Regions from separate parts of the Arabidopsis thaliana genome. Here region 1 is linked to region 2. Evidence: chromatin contacts called from public capture Hi-C data. All regions are on one chromosome and are shown on one strand. The core of a region is the stretch at or near the end of the contact, and the rest is flanking DNA. Distances in the headings are between cores, read along the strand shown. Region 1 holds the start of AT1G43815. Region 2 holds the start of AT1G43000 (PLATZ transcription factor family protein).

The links. Capture Hi-C pulls out chosen DNA fragments and counts their contacts.
Region 1: a capture Hi-C map of seedling shows a contact between it and region 2, with 3 times the contacts expected there.

Annotation. Positions count from the first base shown.
Region 1 is chr1:16,577,076-16,583,616 of TAIR10.1, reverse strand. It overlaps AT1G43815, which reads right to left and starts at 1,533. Exons shown (of 4, transcript NM_001333221.1): 1 at 1,126-1,533; 2 at 1,027-1,049; 3 at 139-327. The coding sequence starts at 1,393. The coding sequence ends at 1,042. It overlaps FTM1 (Plant stearoyl-acyl-carrier-protein desaturase family protein), which reads right to left and starts at 6,096. Exons shown (of 3, transcript NM_103508.5): 1 at 5,644-6,096; 2 at 5,168-5,461; 3 at 3,895-4,637. The coding sequence starts at 5,955. The coding sequence ends at 4,068. AT1G43810 reads left to right here and starts at 2,817. Exons shown (of 1, transcript NM_103509.1): 1 at 2,817-3,170. The coding sequence starts at 2,817. The coding sequence ends at 3,170.
Region 2 is chr1:16,137,234-16,143,907 of TAIR10.1, reverse strand. AT1G43000 (PLATZ transcription factor family protein) reads right to left here and starts at 3,382. Exons shown (of 4, transcript NM_001333205.1): 1 at 3,191-3,382; 2 at 2,907-3,110; 3 at 2,587-2,802; 4 at 2,116-2,501. The coding sequence starts at 3,193. The coding sequence ends at 2,253. It overlaps BZIP60 (basic region/leucine zipper motif 60), which reads left to right and starts at 6,445. Exons shown (of 2, transcript NM_103458.3): 1 at 6,445-6,674. The coding sequence starts at 6,449.

The DNA of each region.
Region 1 (6,541 bases), core at 284-2,783, 440 kb before region 2:
TAAGTAGAAGTTTTTTTTGTATGTTTATTATGGAGGTCTTCAAAGTTTGAAGAGTTTTCTTCTCCTTGTTGTTCACTATGGGTGTTATTTATCTCGTTCTTGCAACAAGTTTCTTTGTTTGTTAAATCTCGTTCTCACCTGCAATGTCTCTACCTCACGACGTGCTTGTAGAGTCGCTTCTTCCTCTATTTTGCGGTTGGCGTCCTCCAGCTGTGATTGCAAGGAAGTGAAAGAAGAACTGTTTTGTATGTACTTCCGCTTCTTATTGATGTACCTCCCTAAGCTTCTAATTCTTAAATATACCCCTCTCTCGTTTGTGACAGATAACTGCATAAACAAAAGAAAAGATGATCAAAGTGATAAAAAAAATTAAAAAGAGATTAACCGCATTGCTTGTGAAGACCAAGACCATTACGGTCCGACATTCGAGCTGTTGATGTGGTTGAACTATTAGCAATGGCTTCTTATATGTCCCAATACTCACACATTTCTTTCCAAAATGTCTTCTCAATCCATGGCGGTTGATCCCTTGCTCGCTTTGAGCAAGCCTTAGAAACCATGTCCTTCATACGTAGCTAACAAATTTTGTAGAATTTGTCTTCAATCACACCGGTTAGTGAGGGATGCCATGTCTATATTTTTTACAAAACAAGAGGAGAGTTTGATGTAAGTGATCAAACAGCCAAACCGAATGTATACATACAGTAGTAAAAGATTAAGAGGAGATAGAAGTTTACGGCGAATTCGAGGAAGTATATGTGTCTTTTTCAGTAGGTACACATCTCCAACTGTAAAATGACCCATCAAACGTGTTTGTAAATATCTTTATGATCTTTCTGATCAGATTACCATTGTCATGACCAAACCTACAATCACATAAACCAATTAGCAGACCTAATCTACTCGACATCTATATATATACACATATTATTCAATATTAATCATAAACCTAATCTAATCATCATCTATATACAAACCTAATATACTCGGCATCTATATACAAACAAGGTAAGAGGAGATGCTTACCATAGGGTTTCAAGCTCAAATGTAGGAGAGATGACCGTCATATATTTCTCACGACTTGGCATGAGAAGCAACTCATGTAGAGGAGCAAGCACATCTTATGGGAGAGTTGAATACCTTTTAACATCTTCCTAGACTCAGCTTCCTCATCTTCTTCTTCCTCTGCACGTGAGTTTTGAGCTTGGAGCCGTGATGTGATACAGAGGCTCGAGGTGGAGGATTTGACGCTTCCCATTGTTGATTCAAGATTGGAGACTGGTTGGACACTTCCCGTTGAACTGTCGCAGGAGACTGATTGAACGCTTCCCGTTGAACCGCTGATGGAGGTTGTTTCGACGTGGATGCTAGACGATGAACAGATCCTCCACATTGAGGTTGAGTCGATCCAGAGCCTCGAGGAGATCCAGAGGCTCGAGGAGATACAGATCCACGAGGAGATCCTTCGCACGATTGGAAAAGATGCGTCGAAGGAGGATAGTCTTTGAGACTAGGACCCGTTGGAGGCTGTGCAATCGAATTTCTATCATAATCTTGAAGTGGGGCTTGACAGTTCGCTGACATGAACTCGTATTAGCTGGGAAGACCACTGGGTCTTCGATTCAACACCGCGGAAGAAGTGGGTCGATTTGGGGAAATCTTCGATCCCCTTCATCTTCCTCTCTTGCCTTTTCCACCACGAGAAGCCATCAATTGAAGCTAAGAGATGAGAGATTGAGAGGATTGAATCTGAGAAATGAGAGATTGAGAGGATTGAATCTGAGAAATGAGAGAATTGAAATGGAATTGAGAGGATTAGAGAAAGGGGATTAGGGTTAGGGTTCGTCGAGAATAGGAGAAAGGTGATTAGGGTTTCCGAAAACGAGTTTATATACTTTAGACTGATGGGCTACAATAACTGGATTGAGCCGATAAAACCCAATTAAATGTCCAAATAGAATATGTGAGTTGTTAAATAGTAGCCAGAATAGAGACGTATCAGCGACTATTTTCATCAGTTTCAAATTAAAGACTTATTAGCGACTAATGTCTAATATAGACTTATCAGTCGCCAATACATCACTATGCAATCGCCAAATTTAACGATTACTAAATCAGTCACCGAATTAAGTTGCTAATTCCTTGTAGTACATATATGTCCGAGAATCTCAACGACCTCTCCGCCTCCCCGGATCTTTCTCCTATGATCTCGTGATCAGTTATTCTTGTTCCCGAAGTCACGCTCCTCGAGGTCGTTGAATAGCCGAGAGGCTGACAGATGGGCCTACGAAAACAAGCTCAGCCGCTCTCTTACTATTTCATGATATAAGGCCTGGCCTGAATAAATGGTTTTAATGGGCCGGTGAGGCCCAGTACCAACAGTGACCAAACGAGAAAAATAAATAGCTATGTTGTTTTGTGGTCAAGATCTCTTTAGCCAAATGGTTTAGTACCTCTCACTATATATATATTTTTTTCCTGACTGTATCTTTGGCATAACGAGAAACCAATTATTAAGTTTCAATTTTCTCGTAAAGTCAAGATTGCAGTGGCAAACAAAAACATCACTAACAAAGGATACACGGATATCCTTTAAACTTCAATTAACCAAAATTATTTTATAAAACAAAAGTCAGTCATTGGCCCTTTTCTTATGATGTAATGAATTCTACGCAAATAATTTTTTTTAATAAAAAAGGAAAGTGCAGTCTAAAAAAAAAGGCAAATCGGAAAAAAGGAATATTTGATATTCGAAGACATCATTATAAAAGAAAAAAAGAAGCGAAACAATCTTCATTAATCCATAAACTTCAGCTATGACGAACAACAATCCTGCTCCTCTACTTGGTTTCAGAATTGCTCACCTTCTCGAGCAAGAACCAGACACGAAAGACTTGACGATCAACGTCAAGACAGAGATACTCAAACATGAGTTTGGTCCCATAAAGAGTTCATTCTCGTTCTCACCACACAAATTCTTCGAGGAAGACGTCAAGAAACAAGAACTTTATTTTTTCCTGATAGCAGTTGGAATCGAAGAGGATGACGCAAAACTTATGATGACCGACATGATTTTTTACGTCTTGGGAAATATTGATGAGTTACGAGGAGTTTTGACATTGTTGTTGAAAGTGCAGTTCCCTTCATTCGAGCCGATAGAAGAACACTAGTACGTAGAGTTACTTGGGCATGAAGCAAAAAGATTATTAGGGTTCTCTGTTTCTCTCTTTGTGGTTTTCTGACTCTGTTTCTCTTTTTGTGATTACTATATAGTCGGAAATAATATTTCGTATTCTTGGATTATGTCTTGTCTTTAATTATCGGATCATAATATTAGTTGCATCAATGATCGTCATATATTCTTGTACTAATCTCCTCAGCTAATGGCGTAAACATAATTACCATCTAAACGATAAGAGAGAACAATTCCCAAATCTAAATTAACAATAAAATCCAAAATATTAGATGTTCATCTAGATTTCAGTTTGGTTTTGGTTATGGTTTCGGTTCGGGTTTCCGATTTTAATCAAACATATTATTGACTTGTTATAAAAATAGGTTTTCGATCGAGTTTTCTAAATCAATTATTTTCGTTTTGGTTTGGATCGGGTCAAATCGGATTGTCCGGATTGGTCAACAAAAACTTAGTTAATTTATCAGTTTAACCAGAGGTGGTGGGCTAGTGGTTCTAGTCTGGTGGAAGAGTTGTCTTGTTTGGTCTAGGCTAGGTATCAATTCTCCTCAGATGCACAATTGCTTAGCCATGTCCCTTTGGCACATGGGAATGGACCTATTGCTTAAGGCCTATTTGAAAACATGGGGAGACCTTACCCATAGGATACCCTCTCCTCTGGAATTAGTCCATAGGTTCAAGGATTTACTCTAAGTTAACAAAAAAAAAAATTATCCGTTTGAGCCATGTTTAAATTATACAAATTTTAAGTTAAAAACACGTTACATAGATAGAAACTTAACATTAAATTTTCCTAAGAACAAAGATTTGCATTACAAAAAAGAAAAAAAAAAACAAGAAACGGAGAAAGGAAAAGTTTGATATTTTCAAGAGTTTACACACTAATCTGCTTATCGAAGATCCAACTAAAGCAAACCTCATGGGTCTTCTTAAGCTTCTTAGCTCTCTCGTCTGCACGCTCTTGAAGGCGTCTAATCCTCTGAGCTAACCCACACACAAACTCCTGTGCACGTTGGCCCTCACCCGTCAATCCTTCTAGCTTCTCCAATCTCCACCGTCCAACCAAAAACTCCAAGATGTCAGCGTAATCATCCGCCGTGTAAACCTCTAGCCGCTGAGCCACGGCGGAGAAATGTTCGAATAGCATCGGGTCTCGACCGTCTGTCATTAGATGAGCCGGCATTGTGATCTTCTTCCGCATCATGTCGGCCACGGCTGAGACTGCACCGTTAGGGTCGATCTCGAGGAGCTTCTCAACGATGCGTACGTAAGCGTTTTCATGGCGCTTCTCGTCAGCTGCAATGGTTCCGCAGATGCGAGCGAGGACAGGATCTCCTGCGGACTTGGCTAGCCTTGCCGTGTTGCCGTGAGACACAAATGTGGCTCGCTCTTGGAATGACGTGTACACGAAACCTAAGTATGGATTGTTCTCAGTTCCTGGATCCTGAAGTTGCCAATATGAAAAGTTATGAATGGTATAAACCTAACCCGAACCAACCAAACCTAATCCGGACCAACCAAACGTAAACTACTAAAATACTTAGATTGAAATTGTTTGTGATCAATTCGTTCTATTATTTAAAAACATTTAAACCCAAAGCTTATGTTATTGTAAGCGAACTAAACAAACAAAAAAATCAGAATTTATTTTCTATATATCTTACATAATATATTATTAATTTTTATTATTATTAAAAGGTGGATTTTTTTTTCTTTTTAAATCGTCCAAAATGTATTCAAACCAAAAACCAAATTAAAATTTTATCATACCAGATCAAAACAAACAAAATGGCAAATAGTTTTGGTTATGTTTACGTTTCCACACATGCATAACAAAAAAAATAACTTAACCAAACCAAATAAAAAAAAATTAAAATGACACAAACAAATAAATAAATCAGAAAACTACTAAACTAATGAAACTAGTATAAGCATTTTTACATCATGACATAAAGGTATAGAAAGAGAACTGACCATGCCCGAGCCGATGAGATGCTGAACGGTGCGTTCAACCATAAGCATATCAACACGACCGGATAAGTACAAGTAAGTCCGCAACAAATCACCATGACGGTTCTCCTCAGCCGTCCACGCTCGTGTCCAACTTGCCCACGCGCTCTCACTCGCACCAGTCTCGTCCCTTACGCCATCAAGGGTGTTGATCATCGTCTGGTAAGTAGGCAACGCGTCCTCCGTTATCATATCTCCAACCAACACCACGAAGTATTCGTCTGGCAGCGAGGCCGTTCTTTCCCTCAGCTCACGAACCTATCATTATAAATACACATTTTAACATCTTTTCATTTATTGGTTAGTCTTGGTTTAATGTGCATATTATATAGTATAGGTATTCTGGTTTATACATTTCATGACAAAGTTATAAACTTTGTAATAACTTCTACTTCTTCATAAATAAGAGAATAACAAGATTCATGATGTATATAACGTACCTGGTCGGTAAACTCGGAGAAGGGTAAGGCCGGGTCGGGTAAGAAAGAAGCGGGTTGCCAACATTGGTCAACGGGTTTGAGAAGAGGCAAGATTTGATCCTTGGCCCATCCATCTAAAGATTTGAATATCTCCATTTTCTCCGGTGGCATGGTGTGGATTTTGTTTTGGTGTTTTAGAGCCGGCCTCACTGGTGCTGCCACGGCCGAGATCTTGGCCGGTCCACGGGGGCGAGAGGCGAGAAAAGTAGACGGAGATGGCATTAGTGTAGCCCATTGGGTGGTAAAGGAGAGAAGAGACTTGTGCGCAAGCATTTTTTATGGTGAAGTAGAGAAGACTTTAATTTACTTTGGAGTTCTTTGAATGTAACAACTACTATAGAGTGTGGACTAATAAATAGTCAAATGGTGATGAGGGTATAATAGTAATTTGGTGGTTGGCTGTTGTTCGTTAAACAAACCGTGGGGTGAAACAAGGGGTGCTAACTGGTTTGAGATTCTGTGGGTTTTGTTTAAAAAGTTAAATTTGTCCCATTTAAGACAAAACTTGAGAGTGATAAAAAAATTTCTTTTTACTTCCAATTATATGAACTTTGAATTTTAATGTATTATTTTTGTATTTTTCTACTTTTAATGAATTTTTTAAGCTCTTGAATTCTAAATTTGTGATCTTGCTGTTCAATTGTTATTGCTATAATTAAATTTAGTCGTTTTAATATCTATAATGGATTTTGTTTTTGTTTTAGTGACTTTGTACACGAGAATGCCAGTTGTACGTAACTACGTATTCAACGAGCCATTGGATCTTATGGTTGACAAAGAAAAGAAAGGACGAATTTTTATTTTATAGGATTTCTAATATTTAAATGTTGTATTAGTTTCAGAATGATAATTCCAATGT
Region 2 (6,674 bases), core at 2,133-4,632:
AAAAAAGTTATCTATTTTTTCAAAAATATTTTCTCTTACAACAAATTTTGATATACATTTATAAAATTTTATTTTAAAACTTTAAAACCCGTCCATCGGGCGGGTCCTAATCTAGTAATTTATAAATTATACAACATTCAAATAAATTAGGAGAAGAAAATAAGTGACCACAATTGTAAATTCAACTTTAACTTGTGAAGAGTTTGTACAAAAAATTTTTTTATAAACTAATACTCGAGAAATTAATAATCACTATAATTTATAAAAGTTTTTGGTCTTTAGCGAGGCAATATAATATTTAACATAATTCGATAAAATAATAATTTGTTTGAAAATCGTATGTAACTATCTGGTCACATCATTATCATATACTAATAATTGCATAAACTTATCAATATATATATATATATAAGTTTAGTAAAATATGAATTAACTATTATTTGTTTTTTCTTAAATATAGGTATGATCAAAATCTTACCGTAACCGGTTAATTGAGAAAAGATAAGTACTTGAGTAAATCCAATAGAAAGATATAGAACGAACCATCTGGGATGTGACGAGTATAGACTCCAGTAGCACTAAGCGCTAACATTGTATTCTTATTGATTCGATGTGTTTCCGAATGTGTGTATTGATGTTATTGGTCCTCGGTAATTTTATTATATAAGCCAATATTACATAGGCTGTAGGAAAAATTCATAGATTTTAGAGACAAATTTGAAACCCAACACAACTTGATAAACTACTTCATTTATAATAACGAAAAAAAAACTTTTCCTTTTCTTACCCTTGAGACCAACAATCAAATAACTTTGTAACGATAACAATACATTCCAACCAACGATAAAAAGACTCACTTTGGAAGCATCAAGGTATAATTAAAAAGTAAGTTTCTTTATAAGCACGACATCGACACATAGGCTAGAGTTAGTTGTCTATATATTAATACCAGGGAGATGAAATTATGAAAGACTAATAAAAATAATTGTACGCTTTCTCGAGGGTGTCAGAATAAATTGGTTCGGTCTTGTGCAAGGTAAATCCCAAAGTCATGTTCAAATCCTCAAGAACGACCTCGAGGGTGTACAATCCTCAAATGAATATATAAGTGAAGCAAGCATGAGAGGTACAATCCTCAAAGCCAGTGATATTCCAGGACATATCCAGGGTATCTTCTCAATGTCTTTTTATTTTTAAGAGTTACTAATAATTTTTTTTTTAAATTAATACATGCTAGATTTATTTAATTGATCATAACACATGTACTGTTAATTTTTTTTGATTAATAAACATAATTATATATATATATATATATACTTGCCATATGTCATGATCTCGCGAGTTACTAACTTTCTAAACTGTATTTTATATAATAAGATTTGGACCCATGGATTGCCTGATTTATTATGGTTCTTTTTGGGTTTGGTCTAATTTGGATTTGATCCCATTTAGCTTAAACCAATAATGACCAAAAAATAGGGCTGTTCATTTGGACATGAACAGCCCAGTTGACATCTTTAATGGGGCATGAGCCTTGTAATGTATGGGCTAATCCCAATATGTTTGTGTCCACCATATGAACCTACAAAGTCAATAAAAATGAAAATCCTTTGGCAAAATAAAAAATTAAATCGTTTTCTTTAAAAGGAGGTAAACAAGCAAAACATGATTTACCTTCCACAAAAGGAAATATATCTTTGCCCAAAAAATTATAAGATACTCTCACCAAACCCCAAAAACAATGTTGATGGCAAAGTATGACAAATCCGCACCACTACACTTTCTCCATTCTTTATTAAACCAAGCTTATTTTATACCATACTTTTCACATATCCCCTCCATAAATGCCAACTCACTCTCTCACTTTTTAAGCTAAAATGAACATTCAAAAGACCATGAAGGAATCTCCTATAAATATACAAATATGTATTTTTACATCTCCATGTTTTGTAAATGTGATGTGACATTTTAAAATTTTATTTTTCCAAATCATAAAAATAGATGATAGTGCTATAAAAAATAATTAAAGAGACAAAAGTGAGGTAAATAAGGCTGTTTAAAATCATATATTTATAACCCAATATCTATGAAAAAATCACACTTTTGTTCTGTACTCTTATAATCATTAAGCTTGCTACTATTTATGTAAGATGATTCCATTTACTCATTAGTCATTTACCAACACTTTTTGTTTTCTCTTTTCTGATCCTTCCCATATTCTATCTTATATCTTAACTCTTTCATAAAGCCTTTTAGAAAGGTGCTCGTTGAGGTATACCCTTTCTTCTACTCTTCATTGGGTAATTCCGGTGGCTTTCTATTGAAGGTGTCTCTGGAGATAACACACCCGCGGTTTCGCTGCGTTGGTCGTCAACCGCAATCGAGATCCCGTCGATCAAACGGCTACAAATCCCGGTATTGATGATCTTCGACGAGTCATCACTCTTTCCACTATGAAATAAAGTCAGGTTTGGATCCTCTCCATTCTTCACACCTTCAAGCTATTTTAGACCAATAAGAAACAATCAAGAAACCTATATAATCAAACTTGAGTTTGAAGAAAGACCACAACATTGCAGCATTTACCTTACAAGCAAGAGAACAGAACAGGAACGAATCGAGAAGGTTACGAGAACAGATCTGACATGTTTTGTTTAAGCTTTTACCAGTTCGACATTGAGGTCTCGCGTTTAAGAAGAAGATCTTAGCACTATTGATAACATAAGTCTGAATACAAGAGATATCAATATGTTTTTGAATCTCACTCACTCTCACCACATTATGATACGACGATCGTCGAATCTGTAACAACAACAAAAAAAAAACATAGAATTAGGTTCATTAAACAAACGTGTTCGACAAAATTCCTGAGAGATAGATGGGTAATGAAAAATTGAAAACCAAACCTGGATAACACGATGGGTTCTGTGATGAGCGAGACAAGAAGAACAAAAGGCATTGCCTGAACAATCCAAACAAAACAGATTACATTCACTTTTACTCGATTGTGAATGAATCGAACAAGTCACGAAGTAATCAGCTCGAAGCATTGGTGTTAGCCATGGCGGAGTCATTACGTCGTCGTTCTCCATTTTTACAATGGAACTCACCTGAAAATAACACAGACCCATGAATCAATTTCTATAAAATAACATCGATTGAAAAATTCTGAAAAAAACAGAGGAATAACCATTGTTTGGGTTTTGATCTGTTTGACACACGAAACTTAATCTGAGAAACAGAGAAAAAAACAGAGATGGTTACTGAGAAAATGGAGAATATAGCGGCCACAGGTTTGTGTGGGGGTTTACAGAGAGAAGACGAAGAAGAAGAAGAAGAAGAAGACGATGGAGAAATTTATAAGACACTGAAAAGGTCGGCCTTTTTTACTTTTTGTTACTTATTTTTATTTATATTTTCTTCCATATTGTTATAATAACTTTACATTTAGACTCTTTATTTATTTTATAATCTCAAAACCCCCTAGTTTTGTGAAAAAGAGCATTTTTTCTCATCAATTTTGCTTTGGTTTTATTTGGTTTGCTGTATTTAGATCTAGATTTTTATTTTGTTGTCATTTTATTTGGTAGATAATAAATTATTTGTTAAAATTAGTAAAATAAATATATTGACAACAGTTATCTTTTCTGACGCGTGTTAGATATAAGAAAAATAAAATTTATGTAAATAATGTGTTATTAATACCATGATTGACAAATGATTTACTAATTCTTATTGCTTGTGTGATTTTTTTTCATAGTACTCATGTTAATTACTTATCTTTTTATGTTATTATATATTATAATATTTTTACTTATAGGTCCTCTAGTTTTTTTATTTAACTAAAAGCCCCTGTTTTTCCAAAAAATGACTTTGATATAAAATAGCTATATAACATCAATTATATTTGGTAGATAATCCAACAAGAGTTAAAAGTGGTCAAATGATTTTAATGGAAATTATTATTTTTGACGCGTGTCAAAAAGAAAGTGATATTATATCAAATAATATAGTCAAACAAAATAGGAATATCTTCTTAAAACCGTTACGTGAAATCTATACTAAATTTAAAATAAATTTAAAAGAACTTGTGTGAGAAATGAACCACTATATGTACAAAATGTCATATATAGATTTTGATAATAAAATGTCATATATAAATTTTGATAATAAAAACCTAAAGTATAGTTAGGTAGTGATATTACTCATTTTATTTTTGTATAATACAAGCTAAATTTGGTTAAATATTTTTAAGAAAATTATTGCTTTTAACGCGTGTTAAAAAGAAATTTATACTATGTCAAATAATATATCATCAAATAAAATTTAAAATTAAGACATGTGAAATCAATACTAAAATTTAAAAAACGTGATGATAATTAGACTAGGACAATTACAACATTGCACAATTTATATAATTTGAGCTAGGCTAGAAAAAAGTGACTTTGAACTAGGTTTAAATCAAATTCACCTTGGTAGTAACAAAAGTAGAGTAAAACCAAGTAAAATAAATTCACGTTGAATTTAGTTTCCCTCGCTATCATGTTCTTCAAATTTTAAAGATGTTACTTAGGACGTTGGGGAAGTTATTTGAAGTTTGGTGAACAAGGAATTGTAGTACATGTGGTAAGTATTCCCGCTTACATACAAACAAAAAAGTAATATACAAAAGGAAATATATGCTTTACGTAGTTAAATAGCTTTGTTAGAGTCCTCTCTATTAGTTTAATTACAAAATTTGCAATCCTTATATTTCTTCATAGGTATTTAATTAGCATTATAAAAGAACTATATCATAGAAAATATACACTATTAACTTTCGATAAGTGACTTTATGAACCACGTCATTAGATCACAAGTCAGGTTAATACAATTGTCCTAAAATTATAATTAATGTAAATAATGTGTTACTAAAATTATAATTACTAATGCTATTATTGACAAGTTCGGTTGATAAGCAAGTCCAAAATCAAATCTCATCAATCAGACTTCTTGGGGACAAGAGATACGACCTCCAAATTTGGTTTTTGTCCAGAAGTTAAAACTAACATCATCTAGCTTTTTAATATTTCTATTGGTGTTTAAAACTTGTCTTCTATTCGTTTCTAATTGAAATTGCACTTTATCTACTTTTTTTAAAATATAATTTAACATTTTATTGAAAAATATATAATCATCAACTGCTTTTAATGTTAAACTACTTTTTAAGTACTTTTTGAAAAAGTGTAATTATTCACACAATCTTGAAATAATTTTCATCGTAAAACAATTTAATAGATGTTAATGTTGGAAATATATAAACATCAGGAATTTGAGGATGGATCTCTGTATACTCCTCATCCTCTGTATTATATTATTTAGATAGAGATTAATGATAATAAGCTACCAAACCATTAGCTAATTCACTATAGTAATATCTATTCCTATTTTAAGTTATGACTACAAAACATTAGCAAATAAACCTTAAATGAGTATGAAGAAAATAGTAAAATATATTTATTCTTTAAAATACATATAATAACAAAAATAAATTTAGAATTGATACAATTAAAGATAAATAATTAATAATAAATGTAAATCTTACATTAATTATTGAATGAACACATAGAAAATAATTAAATAATAACGTGACATTCATATGAAAATAGTAGATCAACTTTCACATATATAATTAGTTCACTCATCTGCTAGAGAACTGAAAATTTTACAAATTCATTCATGTGAGATTGAATGAAGATTAATCACTCATTTAAAATTGAATAAGGAAGATAATCCAGAATGTAACATAAATTGACAATATAATATATGATTTTAATTAACAAATTGATAACTTTCAAAGTCTAGAAGATGGTCACGAAGGAAGAAAAGTCCTCTCGGAGAACAAAGATTCAATCGTGGAAGATGTTGACGGTGACAAAGAGAAAAAGGGACTGAAGAATTTTGATTGATTTCTGAGAAATGGTCAAAGAAGCCTTGCTCTCCTTGGTCTCATTGTCCATCTCAACTACATGTACATCGTTTTGACTATAGCTAACTGGTTTACATAACTGTACCGAAAATAAGAAAATCAAACCAAGAGAAAAGAAGTGAATTAGAACCGAGTTATTAATCACACGAACACTTCACTGAGTACACGTGTTCGGCTGTGATCCTATTCTTCCAGCTTGAAGCCTTCTCATTGGTTGTGTGACGGCACATAAAAACAATAATCCTCTGCTAACAGAAACACTATAACACAGTACACTCCATCACATCATTGGCTAAAAATTCAAAAAACGCGTCCATAATCAACACGTGTCATGCTGACTCTTTTTCTACACATTTACTTGGTCGCAAAGAAATTTAGAAAAGTCTCAAACACAGTTCCTATATAACTCATCTCTCTTCCAATTTCTTAAATTAAATTCGCTTTTTTTTTTCTTCTTTGTATATTTTTTTTTTTTTGACCATGGCGGAGGAATTTGGAAGCATAGATTTACTCGGAGATGAAGATTTCTTCTTCGATTTCGATCCTTCAATCGTAATTGATTCTCTTCCGGCGGAGGATTTTCTTCAGTCTTCACCGGATTCATGGATCGGAGAAATCGAGAATCAATTGATGAACGATGAGAATCATCAAGAGGAGAGTTTTGTGGAATTGGATCAGCAATCGGTTTCAGATTTCATAGCGGATC